Regions from separate parts of the Danio rerio genome. Here region 1 is linked to region 2. Evidence: chromatin contacts called from public Hi-C data. All regions are on one chromosome and are shown on one strand. Each heading gives the region's core, a stretch centred on a gene start, on an enhancer-like site or on the middle of the called end of the contact. The rest is flanking DNA. Distances are from core to core; before and after follow the strand shown.

Region 1 (2,922 bases), core at 2-2,501, 570 kb after region 2:
GACTCTTAACACTGTACAATGGAAAGGTTCCATAAATGTTAAAGTTCTTCATTGAGCCAACCATGCCATTAAAGAACCTTTATTTTTCACAGTGATGTTTGATCGTATTTGGGTCACTGATTCATAAAGACTGGTTTACATTTCCGGAGCCAGTTTCTGGTTGATTAGTTATCCTGGTCAGTTGAGCTGGCAAAGTTCCTGCTCTCCCTCTAGCAGGCACATATACACTAACATAAAGCATCAGATGACCTCACACTCCATAAACTTTAATGGACACTCTTCAGACAGGCATTTGAAGACTTTACAGTCACCCTATCTGATAGCACAAACCAAAAAAAGCAACTCCTTGACTACTGATTTTGGTCGCCAAGTATTAAAAATAAACTGTCGAAAACTATGTTGTGAAGAAGCTGAATACTTCATATGTTTATTTCATATGAGAAGGCAAGGCTGCGCACCCTGTAAATGCTGATAGATCCCCCAGTAGATGCGCAGGCAGTTCTTTTCCTTCTTCATCCCTCTTTTGCAGCGGCAGTTATACAAAGGACTCTGCTTTAAAGCGTCCAAGACAAGTCGACATTCATCCTTTGCCTCCATTCCAGTCACCATACTGAAGTTGGACTCTCTCCCCGCCACGCACTGCCTCATAGTTCGATACTTTGAGCTGCATCCCGGCTCCTTCAAACACAGCTCGTTCGCCTTCACACAGTCCAGCCGGTTTGAGCTAGAAAAGTAAGACTCCTCGGCAGATAACAGCACATCTATATAGGACAACAATGGAAATAATCATCAACTAGGCTACTCAAACTTACATAATAATAATAATAATAATAATAATAATAATAATAATAAAATAATAAAAGTTGTGGATTTTATCTAGCATGAACCAGGCTACTTAAATTACAAATATTGTTTAATGCATGGAAACATTTTGTGAGGTAAAAATTTCCCAAAATAGAAACGTAAGGTGTTTTAGAGACTAAAATATTAACACAAGAAGATTAAGCTGACTTAAGATGAAAGTAAAAACAAAGCTGATCCTCAATAACAAAACTGTGTCCTATTATGAGACATACGTCCTAGATCTATAACATTTCAGAATATACTGTTTTAGACTAGAATAAATGTGACGGGACCCGGTGGGATAAACACTTTTTAAATATTCTTTGAGTTTCAGTCTTCAGTGAACACAATGTGTAAATAACAACTCACCCAGCAGAGGTAAAATGATGTAAATCGCGGCGATAAACATTGCGCTTTTATCCGTGGTAAGTTCGCTCAAACACGCGGTTTATTGTTATGACGATGAAAAGGATAATCCTTCCTCATTTAGGTCCATTGAAACATCGCTGGTCACAATGTAGGCTATATCCACGACATAAAAGAGAGAGGGGAAATCCGTAATCTGGTCCAAAACTGTCACTAACCAATATTGAATGGCTTCTTGGATTAAGACAATTAACAAACAAGCAGAATTTGACTCGCAAGGCAGCAGGATAAAACTCCAGCTCTGAAGATGTGCCCGTGCGACTGTGCGCGCGCGACAGCACTGTGGCATTGAGTTGCGCTGTAACCCAAACCAAAAACCACACGCGACTCAGTGCGCGCTCAGCGCTTCTGCGTGTAACACAGCACAGGACAAAGACATCTTGTGTAGCCACTCCAAAACTTGGAATGTTTACTGCTATCTGTTACTGTTTAACTTGTATAGGGTGTCAGAAAAGCTTTTCTTATCAGTTGATATGTTTGTTTGCTTTATAAATTGCATTGCTGGTGGTGATTTCGTCTTTGTTTGCTGGGCTCTTTTGTATGTGTTAGGTGGGCAGTCTTGTCTAATGGAAATGTATTAGTAGATAAGGCATTGTTGGACTGATATCGTACCTCCATAAGCACAAAAATCAACTAATCTAAATGATTCATGTTTTTAAAATTTTTAAAACTGTCCCGTGACTTAGTTTAATATATTGTAGTTTTAATATATATATATATATATATATATATATATATATATATATATATATATATATATATATATATATATATATATATATATATATATATGTATGTGTGTGTGTGTGTGTGTGTGTTCATTTTTTTTTTATTTTTTTTTTACTGTAGGTGACATGTTTAAAAAGTCCATAGGAAGTAGTTTTACAATTCTGCAACAAAGAAATGTTGTCCTGCTAAATATAGAGATATATTTTGCAGCTATTTAGGAAAGTGGAAGCCCTGTACTTGATTTGCCAAAGGCTACAACATTTTTTTAAAGTTTATCCCAATAAAGTTTTGGTGCGATTTTGTTCATTGCCTACTGACTATAGGCTGGTGGAGGTCGCCCTCTGTTGGTATATTAGTGTATTTTAAGGAATGACGAGACAAGCGGTCCTCAGCCTTTCTTGCTTTGGTTCATTTATTGTTCAATTCAGCATTAGATGGTTCTCCACAAAGGCTGCGTTTTTATACAGTTTTGTACTGAAATAATAAAAATACAATATGTATTAGCTGAATAAAAACATGAATAAAGTTGGAAATAAAATAAAACCTTCAACATTTAATTTTTTTATGTAAATTTTTTTTTAATAAAACGAATTAAAGTGTCATTTAAATAAATTAATAAAAAAAAATCAGATTAACAAAAACTATATTAAACTACAAACACAAAAAAACTAATATTAAAATAACTGTAAACATTACATATTTATCACAATTAAGGAAACATTGAACATTTGTAAGCCCTAACATCAAAATGTAGAAGAAATGTTTTTTTCTTAAATGTAACAAATGTTTCATATTCACTGACAATTATTGACATGAAAATGTAAAGTGTTTTGCCAATATGGACGTCACTGTGGCACAGTGCGTATAGCAAGATCGCCTTACAGCAAAAAGATCGCTGGTTCGAGCTTCGGCTGGGTCAGTTGG
Region 2 (2,799 bases), core at 24-2,523:
AGTCAACGAGGCAACTTTAATCGCACGTACTTACACTTGAGAAATGAAGGAAGAAACCCATCCTGACGTCCAGCAGTAAGTTACTCTTTACTGATCCTTCCTTTAACAAACGCTGATGAAGTATTCTTTGTAGCATGTAGTTTCCAGAAGTTTCCAGTAGTTTCCAACTGCTTGGCTATAATGCTGAGTTTTCATCTTTGGGTAGAGACTCAATATATCCATCTGCAGTGTGACTTCAATCGACCGGCATGTTTGTGTGTGTGTGTGTGTGTGTGTTTGTGGGTGTGTGTGTGTGTCTGGGTTTCTGCGTCAGAGGGCGGGGCCTCAGGTTTGAAATCTCCCGGGTTTGCGCGTGCACGTGAACTTGGTTTCGTTCATACGTCATGGCGAAACACCTAATTAATCGGTATCAAGGCGACTCGTTTGAAGCACTATGAGTCGACTCTTTTATAGATGAATCAACAGTTTTAAACACTGTAAACTAACAGATTTAATCCTTAGCTGGATACTTCACTTCACTTAGAGCTGTGTTACACACTACATGGAGGGGAATTTTCAAAAACCCATATTATGGGCTCTTTAAAAGAAAAACTACTGGTGACAAAGAAGTATCACCTTTTACCCCATAACTTAACCTATAACTTTGTAATAATTTGAAATTTGTTAGTATTAATATCTCACGTCCTACATTTGAACCCGAAGGTACCACAAATGCTTCTATGAAGGCTAGAGAACGCTTTATAGATTGAAGACGATGCACAAAGTAGTGGTAGAAGTTAATTTGAGGTTTCTATCTCACATTCGCTCTTTTCACTGTCAAAGACGGTTCACTTAAAAGTTGACGGGTGCACAAAGAAAGCTTTTGTATCTGTTTCTTCTAGAACGTCACAGTCTTCTATGCTTACAGATGGAAGAGATTAAAAAAAGAGACATATGCCCAGTTTTCTCCCCTTTGCCTTTTATATTTACTGTCTCTTTGCTCAGCCTAACGGTGAAACCTGTCTCTAAAAGCCCCCTTGCACTTAAATGTGAGGATCTCTCACACACACACACACACACACACACACACACACACACACACACACACACACACACACACACACACACACACACACACACACACACACACACACACACACACACACCCAACACTGGCTGTGTGTTCTTCACTCTCTGGCTTTTGATTGGCAAAGCAAGTGAAAGGAGCTGCACAATGCATCAAACAACGCTTCGCTTACAGGGCTCGGGGTGTTTGACAAAGTGTAGAGAGGAGTGCTGAGTGGATGCAGAGTGACACAAAGTGCTTTCTCTCTCTGTCTCACACACACTCACACACACACACACACACACAATGAGGTCAAAGCAGAGATGGCACATAATATGGAAAGTGAAAGCAAGAAGCAGTGGAAGACTTTAGGAACCCCATGTGCTTTTTGAAGTTAGAGTTTTGGAATAGACTAAAAGGAAAGAAGAGAAAGAAAATAATGTGTCACTTGTATACATAAGCAGCTGTGTAACTTGACAATTAGTTGTTAACTTTTTCAGATTTGTGTTTATGAAAGTGCTCACGGGTCCTTTCAGTGAATGAAAACCATACACCAGGACCAATGCAGTCTGACTCACACGTAAACCACTCTTAATTTGAATGGTTGCCTTTAGATGACCAAATACATGTATAGTGAGTGACCTGCATAGTCTGATTGCTGAATGAATAAACAAGATCATTTCAGTAAAACAAAATTACACTGCATAACTTTAGTTCAGATTCATAAATAGACATGTACCATTCTTATAACGAAATCCAAGAACAAACTAGCATGACTTTATTTCACACAAATTTGTTTGTTTGCTTTGGCTAATTTTAAACTTCATACCACCATTGACATGTAGTAATGCAATCTTCACTGTAGAGTCCAATTCTAAATAAAATCACCACGGACACTGCTTTTTTAAAATGTACACAGTAAAGCTTCTTGCTTTAAATGAAGCAGTGTATTGTTTATTGTTCTCTATAACTACACATGGCTTTACTACTTGACTGCCAATGCCAAATTGCAGAGATTGTGCAAACATCCATATCAATATAATAAGAGGCTTTAATTGTAGTCATGTTTATTTTGTTATTGTGAGGAAAATATGCAACATGTAATTACAAATGTTGCTGAGGTATTCTGAATTAATTTTACCCCCAAGAAGTGCTGCTGTGTAGTCTAATTCCTGGCATATTGTTGTAGTGTGATTCCTGACCAAATGATTATTGGGTTTGGTTCTTTTAGTAAATCATAGCCATAAAGAGTGATACATTTAGTCAGATTGTAAACTCTTCTTTAGTTGTTTTTTGTAATAGAGTCATAGAATTATAGAGTATAGAAAACATTCAGCATAAACTAATGGATTACTTTTTGATGGAACTGTGGTTTCAGATTTAAAAAAAAAAAGAACTGTTTGGGAAAAAACTCAAAAACTTAAGAAAAATGTTAAAAATAAAGTAAATTAACAATTTTATTTATTTTTTTATTTTTAAGATAAACTTGTAGTTAAGTTAAAAAAAAAAAAACTCTTTCTTCATTTACTCAACAGTTACGTTTAATTTTTTCGACACAAGTCAATACACTTAATAAAATGATGTTTGCTGTTTGTTCAAACTACTTTATTAAAATGATCCGAAACAACACAATTCTTGCATTTTTGTGAAAGCTTGTCTTAATTAATCCACTTAAATTTGTTAATAACAAATGCACATTTATTATCAGCCAATCACATGGCAGCAACTCAATGCATTTAGATATGTAGACTTGG

Evidence for each region. A called contact is a pair of places that touch in the nucleus more often than the background predicts.
Region 1: a contact with region 2 is called in a Hi-C map of embryo, with 4 times the contacts expected there. The contact joins the promoter of gfra1a here to the enhancer-like site in region 2. A contact is called at or near these places in 3 of 18 Hi-C or Micro-C datasets (caudal fin, embryo and hematopoietic stem cells) and 1 of 4 datasets of contacts at active chromatin or transcription factors (caudal fin).

The regions. Positions count from the first base shown.
Region 1 is chr13:23,649,359-23,652,280 of GRCz12tu, forward strand. gfra1a (gdnf family receptor alpha 1a) reads right to left here and starts at 1,252. Exons shown (of 9, transcript NM_131730.1): 1 at 1,213-1,252; 2 at 459-761. The coding sequence starts at 1,252. It also overlaps ccdc172.
Region 2 is chr13:23,083,373-23,086,171 of GRCz12tu, forward strand. All of the region lies in intron 9 of atrnl1a (attractin-like 1a), which reads left to right. Among named protein-coding and RNA genes, the nearest start is that of trnag-gcc, 4.3 kb to the left of the region's middle. Within about 2 kb of position 1,274, at least 8 of the 62 cell types and tissues checked have an H3K27ac peak or open chromatin away from gene starts, as enhancers often do.